2 separate regions of the Cricetulus griseus genome follow, and region 2 is linked to region 1. A link is a contact called in public Hi-C data. All regions are on one chromosome and are shown on one strand. The core of a region is the stretch at or near the end of the contact, and the rest is flanking DNA. Distances in the headings are between cores, read along the strand shown. Region 1 holds the start of Vcpkmt (protein-lysine methyltransferase METTL21D). Region 2 holds the start of Arf6 (ADP-ribosylation factor 6).

Region 1 (5,732 bases), core at 1,805-4,304:
GACACACATGTTATACTCAGTAATTTGGACAGACTTATGGTAATGAAGTCAGGGTGATGATCACTGCTGGAGAATGACCGACCAGTAAGGGCAACGTGGAAACCTTCTCATTTCTGTATCTTTATGTTGGAGCAGTTATTTGGATGAAAATGCATGAGCTGAGAACTTGATATACGTGTGCTGGACATGTTTTAACTAAATACAAATTATTTTAATTATACATAATTTCAAAAGTTCATTAACATTGCCTCATAATCATGAAAAACATGGAACTCAGTGTATGTTATCTGAGGGAGTCATATACATGCTTTTGTCATTAAGCCAATTTTCAATGGGCTGAATTTGTGCCCATAAAAGGATCTAGGTCACCGCTTGGAGGAAGAGTGAAGGACAGATATCGGAAAATAGGCCTCCCTTTAAAAAATTTCTTCTCCCGCCCCCCCCCTTGTCTCCCCCTGGTACCCCCTCTTACCTTCCCTGCAACCTACGCCCCCATCCACTCCTCCCGACAGGTAACGGCTTCCACGGGGAGTTGACATAATGGCACATTAAGTTGGGGCAGGACCAAGCCCCTCCCCACTGCATTAAGGCTGAACATGGCATCCCCTCACAGGGAATGGGCTTTGACAAGTTGGCTCATGCTCCAGGGATAAATCTGGTGACTAAAACCCTGAAAGTGATTAACTAGGTAAAATGTATAATAAAAATATATAGGAAAATACAGAACTAAAAGTCACCACTTGCACATTTGTATCAGGTATTCTTTAAAACACATCGCTGATAAGCTTCAGAGCCAGTCTGTATTGAACAGTCTTGTAAACGGTCTCAGGAAAGACAAACTTGTCATCACCAGTCCCCGACACTGCTCTGCGGAACAATATGGACTACTGAGAACAGAGACGACTCAAGACTGGGAAGATCCGAGAACGGTGGGCTCTGTGCAGGAGGGCTGTGGAGGATCTTCTCCTCAGGTTATCAAGAGAAAGTTTTCCCCAGATGAAACTGTCAGAGCAACCACATACAGCTCCCCAGAGGATGACTGTTACACACAATACTCACCTCAAAATATTTCTTCTCAATTTCTGGATTTTTCCCCATTGTACGTTGTTCATAGCAACATATAATACATGTTTCAGATCCACTGAGCTCTTTTAATGTTTTTAGCAATGGTTCCAATGACTATTTAAAAAACAAAGGACAATTTTCAATTTATTACTTCAAGAATTTCCTGTTACACAAAGGCGGCAGGAGGTGAAGAGGCCAACTGCCCTATAATCAAACCATTCTGAATCAATACCACAACATTCCACAACTAGATTGTTAAACAACCACTGACTAAGCAACAATTATACTGATTTCTATCAACAACAAAATCCTAAAGATTAGATCTTGTTTCCACAGGAAAACAGGCAGAATTGACTTGTTTCTTTTTGTTTGAATAGGGGTGTATTAAATAGACTAGGCTGGCATTGAACTTGCAGAGATTCCTCTATTTTAGCCTCCCAAGTGCTGGCATTACAGGAGTTGTGCTTAGTTAGATACAAATCTTAAAAGTCTAATTTCATTTAACCTAAGTTAATGTGGTATTTAAACAATCAACAATATATTTACAAAAGCCAGCCTGACCCTAGTGGTGTAAGATTTATTTTTATTATTTTAATTATGTGCATGTGTGTTTTCTGTGTATGGGCATGTGCACAGGTGTTAAGTGACTGCAGAGGCCAGAGAAATTGGATCCCCCTCTGGAAGAATATGTGCTCTTAACTGCTGACCCCATATTTGAACATCAGTTGGTGCAACAGCTGTTAGTTTAAAAACAAATACTGCCCAGCACTGTATAAATTGCTATGTAAAGAAAATTCATTCCACAAGTGTAATAAATCTTGTCACTGAAAATTAACTAATTCTTGGGAGGGTCTAACTCTGTGGCCTATGCTGGCCTAGCATTCATGGCAACCATCCTGCCTGGGCCTGCTCCTATGTCCTGGGATTCCAGGTGTAAGCCACCATGCCCGACTTGCATCTTAATTTTCAATGTCCTGGTTAGCAGTGAGTGGGGAAGAAAGAAAGGAGGGAGGGATGGGTTAGCTTTTCATAATATATCCAAATGGGAAAACCCTTTTTTTAAAAAACTTACAAAAACCCTTCAGTAGAGTGCATGTAAGTTTCCCAACCACTATTCGCAGGCCTGTCTGCTTATCCTGAACTGTATACACACGCTGACCATGACGATTCTGTCTTCTCTAATATCCCACACCCAGAGCTGTTACAACGTGAAGAAACGCGGGCTTCCTTCCGGCTCACTCAACACTCACCTCCTCATAGTATATGCAGTCAGCCATCAAAATGTAGTCTGGTGAAGTCAAGTCTTCTAGTTCTTCCCCCCTTAAAAATGTCAAACGTATGTCTTTAACCGACGCTTTAACAATTTAAAATATTCATTTCAGAAACGAGAAGCAGAAAGAAAGTTTCCCTCATTAGCCACGCCTTGAGCAGAGAATGCAATTTAAAACAAGCTGAAAGGCCATACAAACCATTTCAGTACCTTGGCTTGAACAGAACCAGTCACAAGATGCTTGTTCATATTAATGTTCATTTTCAGCAAGTCTTGCAGCTCCTCGAGATCGGTGACTACAACATCTGCCCTAAAAAACAACCTCGGTTGGGGACCAGGCTCTCGGCTGCGGGCCGGTGACCCGATGCGGGCCCGCCAGCGCCTCCCCGCCAGCTCTTACCCGAGGGTCGCGGCCATGAGCCCCACAGCCCCGGTGCCCGAGCCCAGCTCCAGCACCGAGCGGCGACTCAGCGCGTGGGCCCCGTCGCCGGAAAACGCCGGCGTCTCCAGGTACTTGGAAAGGACGATGGCGGCGTCCCACACCACGCAACCCACGCCTCCGGAGCCGTACTGCTGTAGCCGAAGGGCTGTCCCATCCCGCTTCTCCAGAACCCGCACGAAGCTCCACAGCGGGTCCTCCGCCTCCGGCTCCGACGCCGGTTCCACGGCGGTCGCCATTGCTGCCGCTACAGGCTGTGGCACGTGGTGACGTCACGCTCACGCACGGCCCGCGCCTCCCAGCGGCAGAGCGGCTGTCCACAGCGCGTGCGTGAGTCTCAAAGCCCGGAAGGCAGCTGGAGCCGGCGGACCTACCTGTAAGCGGCCGGGTTGGCTGCTACTGAAGCAAGCAAGCAAGCGACAGTGCTTTTCGTTGCCTGGAGAATGGCTCACACAGAGCTGTTGGCTATAGATCTAGGCAGCTATAGATCCAGGTCCTATCACAAATGGTTATGCTCAAGAAGTTTCCTACTGTGCATCTGTCTTTTTATATGAGTACATAAAAAAGATTGGCTGGGAACTTGCTACTTGCTCTCAAAGGAAAAAAAGGTTAATCCTCTAATATTTACATCCCCTGGGGCCAAAAGGTGGCCAGCAAGACCAAGTACCTGAATTCCAGGACTCACTTAGTAAAGGAGAGAATGGCCTCCTGCAGACTGGCCTGACTTTCACACTGGATCTGTGGTTTGCACACCACATAAATACTCACACAAAGGTGATAAATGGATAGATGATATATATATATATATATATATATATATATATATATATATATATATATATATATATATGATAGATGAGAGATTCTTGTAGATTTTTCTCTTTTCAGCTTTGTTGGTGGTTTTGTTTTTTGCAGGATGGTCTCCTGTATCCCAAGTAGGCTTCAAACTCATTACATAGCTGAGTCTGACCTTGAACTCCAGCTCCTTATCTCTCGACCTCTCAACTGTTGGAACTACAGCTGTATGCCACTGAACCCAGCTTTCTTTTGTTCTTTGTGATAAAAAAACAATATTGCAAATCTTTTAAAAATTAAGACTGAGGTGATTTATTAATCTTGTTAAGAACTCTGATACAAAGCACAGTCAAAGGCCACAGACCAGTAGATAAACAACGTGGCTTTTGGCTACTTTACAACTGCTGCTACTGCTCTATCGGCATAACACCCTTTGACCACTTCGAACGAGAACGTCCAAATGACAAAAGCTTTATCCTCTGCCTGATTAAAAATTTAATAAAGCTTTAAGTATTTTCTGTTCAAATATTACCAATCTGGAAAAAACTTTTAAAAAATTTCAATTAACACGAGATTAAAGAAAGTTAATAGGTTTTGAAGACAAGGCAGTTGGCAGTTGGTTCCTATGCCATAAGAAACTTTTGTTCTTGACTTACAAATTAGTAAAATAGCAGATTGTATTATAGGCCTCAAGTCACTTAAATTTATATAGGTTATTAGCATTATCTTTAAATATATACAATATAAATAAACTGTACATACATGGCATATTAACTTTGTTTTCCCAAACAAGAGGCAAATCATTAGCTAAAGACACCATACACTGCAAACAAAAGGTGCATCTTAATGAGATACATGCCCCTTTTCTTCTATAATTGGGTTATATAGAATTGTTTGTAATTTTAACAAAATAATAAACACAGTGCATTCTATTATTTCCATTCTATTTTCTGGTTTTGTCTTCAGCAGCAAATACTGGCATTTAAGACATGGCATCAAAGAGTTTAAGAACAGTGGGTGTTATTCACTAGATGTAAAAACCAAATAAAGTTAAAACACAGAAGATAGTCAGAGGGTTTAAAAACCAGTAACATCACAGTACATCTTTGTATCTGTGTAAATTTGTTGCCATGAAAAGGCATCTATTACTCAAATTTGAGAAATTCCTCGAGAACACTATCCCCTTTCAGTGCAGTCAGTATCATTTTAAGCCATATTTTAGCAGAGTCTACAGTGCAAATAGAAATTCATTATACTGGCCTTTGGGCAGCACTGAGAAACTGAGACAAGGCAATGCTACTGATCACCTGAGGGTTATGGTGAAGGGCTTTTGCATTTTAATTTTTAGAGTTCTTTTCTTGATTTTTTTTTTTTTTGAGACAGGGTTTCTATGTGTAGCCCTGTCTGTCTTGGTACTCGCTCTACAGACCAGGCTGGCCCAAACTCAGAAATCCATCTGCCTCTGCTTCCAGAGTGCTGGGATTAAGGGTGTGCACCACCATGCCTGACGGTTTTTCTAATTCTTAAAAGCTTATTTGATCAGTAGCATTTTTGTAAGAGCATTATTTGTAAAAAGTACTAAAATACTATGCCTCTTTTGAATAAATTAAAAACCTTTACAAATACTATTCCAGTGTCAATGACTACGCATGGCTAAGGTCATTGAGGAGTTTCTGCATTTTCAAGCAAAGGCAGTCTGTACAATGGTGGGTGTGAAAGTTCCCGTTTGTAGGTCTTTGGTGGCAGTTTGGGCAGGTGAGGGCTTGAATTCTGCCTTGGTGGAACAGGAGGAGCTGGAGGATGAGTGAGATTGTTGTGACTGGAACTGAGCAAATGGCTTCTGCGTGGCACTCGTGGAGAGGGTGTGCTGGGAGGAGTGCTTGGTGAATTTGGACATGTACTAACGTCTCTGAGCCAGTCTGGGTCTCTGTGAGGATGTCCCAGTGGAGGTGGCTGAAGATTAAATGGACAGTTTATAAAATGTTCTGGAGGCCGAAGAGGAACTGGTGGAGGGGTGTCAGGAAGAGGCTCTCTTGGAGGAGGTGGAGGTGGACTGTGCACAGGCCCATCAAACGCACCAGTGGGGACAGGAACTCTTGGCTTTATCTTCGGAGGAGGAGGCTGTCTTGGTGGGATAGCAGGAGGGTCATCAGATTTCATAGT
Region 2 (5,732 bases), core at 2,263-4,762, 190 kb before region 1:
GATTGGAATTTATGCCTGCTCCACAGGAGGGAATTCGTGCCTGATCCTGTAAACCCGGCCAACAGGACATGACTGGGGAGATTCTGGGCCCCCCTGGGAAAGCTACAGCTGGTGTTTTGTTAAACAGACCTGATGTAGCTATCAAATTGCCTGCTTAGTAACTGTTTATGGTGTTGTGTAGTGTTGTCAGCTTTGGTCAGAGAAGCTTCTTTCTGCAGTGGGCAGCAGTGACTGCATCATGACTGTGAGTGCCAAGCCATAAGCAATACATCTTGTGTTACCTCCTCCAAGGCTCAGAGAATGGCATGGAAGAATCTAAGATCCTGGGAAGGAGAGGGAGAGGATAGGATAGAGTTCCAAGTATGGCATGGCATGGCATGCCTGCTGGCACTCTTGAACTCCGAACTCTTGAATGGCTCTGTTATGCAGCCATGATTACCAACCTACATGAGACTGGGTCTGTTAATGCCCTGTCATGGAGGTGGGGAGGGGCCCTTGTATCTCTCTTCTTCCAAATTCATATGAAATTAACAGTTGAAAGGGGAGGGAGGGAGGGAGAGGCATGTTTTAAGGGTCGTAGCCACTGGTAAGGTGCCCATGTTGCTGTAAACAACCCTAATGAAACTCACTGTGTCACAAAAAAAAAAAAAAAAAACCGGGTGGGTGTGTGGTGGTGGTGTGGTGGTGGTGGTGGTGTGGTGGTGTATACCTTTAATCCCAGCACTTGAGGCAGAGGCAGGCAGATCTCTGAGTTCAAGACCAGCCTGGTCTACAAGAGCTAGTTCCAGGACAGCCTCCAAAGTCACAGAGAAACCCTGTCTTGAAAAACCAAAAAATTAAAAAAAAAAAAAAAAAGGCAAGAAAGTAGAAGGGGGTCTAGTTGGAAAAAGGAAGCCAGTAAAAAGGGGATTAAAATAAGGTAACTGAGGGTGAGTTTTGTTGAAAATATATATATATCTGAAAATGTCAAAATGAGACTGATTGTTATGTACCACTAATATGATAATAAAAAATTCATATAAAATTTATTGGCTAGATGGAATCAAGAAAATAAAATGTTTCATCTGTGGTATGGTTTAGTAGTTTCCTAAATTGTTGCCACTTGAAAGTATTTTTGTATATTAACATTTAGCTTAACTTAAAACAAAACAAAAAACCAAGAGCTCACTATGTAACCTTGGCTGTCCTGGAGCTTGGTCTGTAGACCAGGCTGGCCTCAGATAATCATCAGCCTGTGCCTCCCGAGCCCTGGGGTCAGAGGCACACACCACCTTACATTTTTAAAAATAGGTCTTATTCGGTGTTTCGTGTGTGTGTGTGTGGGGGGGCGAGAGCTACTGGAGTTCAGAGGACAACTTGTGGGAATAAGGTCTCCTTTAACCATGTGGATCTCAAGGATTGAATTCAAGTCCGGAGTGGTGGCAAGTGCTTTAATCACTAAGCCATCTCAAACAGCCCCCAAATTGACCTATTTTTAGAAAGTGGCATGATATTCCAAGTTTAAAATTTTCACTATCAGTGACTATGTTCTTGCCATTGTTAATTGTTTTGTATTATAATTATTCTTTAATAGTTTGTTATTGGGGCTGGGGAGATGACTCAGAGGCTAAAAAGCACTTGCTCTGTAAGCACAAATACCAGAGTTCAAACCTTCAGTCAGCACCCAAGTGAAAAGCCTGGTGTGGATTCAAGTACCGGTTGTTCCATAAGTGGGGTCACACCAGTAATCCTAACCCTATCCCCTCTCCTCGGAGGTGGAGGCTGGAGAATAATAATTTCAAGAACATCCTGAGCTATACACAGTGAATGTGATGCCAGCCTGGGACTCCAGCCTGAATTAAACATTAAATGTATTACGTGTCAAATGGTGACAGCCTAGGCCTAGGCTGGCCTAGAATTTATGCCTCACTTTCATCAGTTCGGGGACAGGCTGAGCCACCTTGTCTCGCTGGTGGCTACAGATTTTCTTAGGTTACAAAATAGAAACAGTATTATTATCAAACGCTGTTGTAACAACTTCTTTTAACTTTCTTTTCTCCCCTTGTGTTTATTTCTGCCCTTATTTGATATTTAAAGTTTCTATTCTAACCTTAACACTATTCATTTAATACAAAAAATGTTTCCAGGACCAGCTGGCTTAGCAGGTGAAGGTGGGGGCCGCCAAGCTTGATGACTTTTGAGTTTGATAGCTAGGACCCGCATGGTGGAAGAATTGACTCTGGCAAGTTGTCCTCTGACCTCTCCTGCGCACACGGACACTAAATGAGAAAGTATTAAAAAAAAAAAACCGAAACAAAACCCAAATAGGTTTCCTTATTGTTCGTGCAGCCCAGAGGTCAATTTAAGGGAGTTTTCTCCTTTCACCCTATGCGTTCTGAGCCTGGGGCACAGGTCCTCATTGTCGTCGGCCCTGATACTCTTTTCCTAAGAAACGTGGGCGGTTCCGACGAGACTTACAAAGAGAAGGAGTTTAAACGTTCCAAAGCAGGGTTTCGGAGCAAACCCAAGACTAGAAAAAAGTGAGGGCTACTTTGACGGACGGCTTCGGTGGCACGCCGACCTCCCACGTGTCTTCCAGGAAGCTGGAGGAAGTCGGGAGGCGACCGGGTAGAAAGGAGACCGTGTTGCTGGCAGGCTGGGGCGAGCGGGAGGGACGTTGCGCGGGGAGTCTGGGAACAAGCCTCGGCAGCGTGGGTGGGGGCGTCGGTCTCCAGCGCCGACGACGCCCACCCCGCAAGCGGCTTTGCACCCCGCGCCTCCGAGCGGCGGAGGAGGAAAAAACCGGGGAAGACCCCCCGGGAGAGCGACAGGTGGGCGCGTCGCCAACCCCGCGCCGCCGGGCTTCCGCGAGGCGCCTCCCTGGGTCCTGCGAGCCGCCGTAGCCCCGCCCCCCGGCGCGTGGCGCCCGTGACGTTGGGCGCGCGGGCCACCACTCTCCTTACTGAGGTCGCGCTCTTCCGAACGGTCGGGCCGAGTTGCGCACGCGCAGTCGGGAGGGGAAGTGAGGCGGTTTCCTCGGCGCCTTTTCCGGCGGCAGCGGCGGCGGCGGCAGAGCTGGGAGGAGGAGGAGGAGGTGCAGGCCGGAGGGAACCCGCGCTCGGGGCGGCGGCGGCGGCAGCTGGAGGTAACCCTCCCGGGCCGATCCCCGACCGGCGGGCCGCGTCGGCCTCCGCACCCACGGAGTCCCGGCGGTAACTCCCTTCTTCCCTTCTCTGTGTCCCTGCAGGCAGCACCGAGTTCCCGCGAGGATCCATGACCTGACGGGGCGCGGAGCCGCGCTCCTCGTCGGGTGACCCGGGTCGGTGGCGAGCCCGGTGCTCGCGGGCCGGCGGGAGGGCCGCGGTTGAGCCGCCGCGTGCCGAGGCGGCGGCGGAGCTGCTGTCGGCGGCGCCTGCGGGGGAAGGGCAGTTCCGGGCCGGCCGCGCCTCGCCTCGCCTCAGCAGGGCGGCGGCTCTCCCCGGCGCAGACGCAGGGCCCGGGCGGCGGGCGATGCCCGAGTGAGCGCAGGCCGGGCCCCTGCCCCTAGCAGGCAGCTTCGCGCAGGCCGCACGCAGGGCGTCCTCGCGCGGGGGCGGCTCCGTTTCGATCTCGCGGCGGTAGCAGCGGCGGCGGCGGCGGCAGCGGCGGCGGCGTTATAGGCTGAGGGGACCCGGGACACCTGAATGCCCCCGGCCCCGGCTCCTCCGACGCGATGGGGAAGGTGCTATCCAAGATCTTCGGGAACAAGGAAATGCGGATCCTCATGCTGGGTCTGGACGCAGCCGGCAAGACAACGATCCTGTACAAGTTGAAGCTGGGCCAGTCGGTGACCACCATTCCCACGGTGGGTTTCAACGTGGAGACGGTGACTTACAAAAACGTCAAGTTCAACGTGTGGGATGTGGGCGGCCAGGACAAGATCCGGCCGCTCTGGCGGCATTACTACACCGGGACCCAGGGTCTGATCTTCGTGGTGGACTGCGCCGACCGCGACCGCATCGACGAGGCCCGCCAGGAGCTGCACCGCATTATCAATGACCGGGAGATGAGGGACGCCATAATCCTCATCTTCGCCAACAAGCAGGACCTGCCCGATGCCATGAAACCCCATGAGATCCAGGAGAAACTGGGCCTGACCCGGATTCGGGACAGGAACTGGTATGTGCAGCCCTCCTGTGCCACCTCCGGGGACGGACTCTATGAGGGGCTCACATGGTTAACCTCTAACTACAAATCCTAATGAGCATCCTCCACCCATCCCCCGGAAGGAGAGAAATCAAAAACCCATTCATAGGATTATCGCCACCATCATCAACCTCTTTCAATTGCCACTTTCTTTTTTGAATCTGAACTCTGGAGTTACTGTTCTACGGTTTAGTGGGGTTGGGGTTTCCTCTTTTTCTTTTTCTTTATTTTTTTCTTTCTTTCTTTTTTTTTTTTTTTTTTGGCTTTGCGTTAGGATGCTCTGATCTGATATTTGACACGAAAACAGTGCTAGATGCTCTTGTGACTTCCAGCAAACGGGGTGGGGTAATAGCAGCTCTTGGTAAAATCCTTTATAATAATGGTTTGATTTTTTTATGTCGAGAGAATCTTTTTTTCCCCCCAATGTATGCTTTTTTCCTTTTTGCCCAGTTTCTTACCACTTGCTGTAGATGGCTTATTTTGCATTCATGCAGACTATGTTGCGAGTCTGTTTCATCTAGTAAACTGAAAATTATTGCTTAATCAAACTGCCGTTTGTCTTTTATATTTAAGGCCTTCCCCCTTTCCTTGTTAGTGCTAACTTTAGCAATTTCAAATGTGACCTTTTATATCCAAGACCAGTATGGTGAACTTAGCCCACAGTGGCAAAATAATGAGTAATACCAGTGTAATGTTCCAGTTGCACATCAGTGTGTGAAACAGGTAATGTAGGGAATCCCTTCAGGTGTCAGCTATTAAAGTGCATGAGTAGGAGTAAACTCAAGTTCCCTCACCATAGCTAACGTACGCTGCATAAAACAACTCACCTCTACAAGGGGGCAGATCTTTTAAACTGCAAAGTTAGTAACTTTGCTATTTCCCTCTCTTCTTCCTTTAAAAATAGACTCTTTCCAGAAAATGGAGCAATAATGGTGTACGCCACACAGATGAAATATTTGTAGATATTTTAAGTGACTTTCGGGCAAAATCGGCATATGTTACCTTGTTTCAAATCTCTTAAGACAAGTAGCTTTAAAATTACTAAACATTTACTTTGTTCACTAATAAAACATTTAAAAAGTCAAATTATATGCACCTTTTCCTAGCTGGAAAAAAAATACACATTCCTGTTTTCACATTACAGCAACTGATTAAACTGAAGATATATGACTTTTTTTTAAATAGATGAGTGATCTACATCTCCATTAATTAAAACACTGGAAAAGATGTTTTATTTAAAAAAAAGGTATTTAGTTTTGCTTGATTGTAGTATTAACTCATGCAAATAGATATCCTGTTGGTTCAGTCGTAGATCGTCTCCTTTAAGGAAGAAATGTGCTGAATGAGTGATGGAGACTGGAGGGGTGACACAGGGAGTAGGATGACGAGAAAGAACCTACAGATGACAATGAATGTAAATTTATTTTTCTTTAAGGGTAAGCATTGTGCTCTCTGGTGATATCCAGATCTTAACAAGATGAGCTGGTTAGGACCAGTTACTAGATTGAGACCACTATGGTGATAATTTTGAACCAAATGTTAATGTTGATTCAGAATTGTGAAGCAGC

What was found. Hi-C and Micro-C count contacts between places; a contact is called where the count stands out from the background.
Region 2: a Hi-C map of the CHO-K1 cell line shows a contact between it and region 1, with 4 times the contacts expected there. The contact joins the promoter of Arf6 here to the promoter of Vcpkmt in region 1. A contact is called at or near these places in 4 of 8 Hi-C or Micro-C datasets (the CHK-Q cell line, the CHL-YN cell line, the CHO-K1 cell line and 1 more).

The regions. Positions count from the first base shown.
Region 1 is chr5:133,802,849-133,808,580 of CriGri-PICRH-1.0, reverse strand. It overlaps Vcpkmt (protein-lysine methyltransferase METTL21D), which reads right to left and starts at 3,054. Exons shown (of 6, transcript XM_027418157.2): 1 at 2,736-3,054; 2 at 2,535-2,645; 3 at 2,316-2,385; 4 at 1,060-1,179. The coding sequence starts at 3,013. It overlaps Sos2 (son of sevenless homolog 2), which reads right to left. Exons shown (of 23, transcript XM_027418159.2): 23 at 3,857-5,732. The coding sequence ends at 5,229.
Region 2 is chr5:133,998,260-134,003,991 of CriGri-PICRH-1.0, reverse strand. It overlaps Arf6 (ADP-ribosylation factor 6), which reads left to right and starts at 3,512. Exons shown (of 1, transcript XM_027418155.2): 1 at 3,512-5,732. The coding sequence starts at 3,692. The coding sequence ends at 4,219.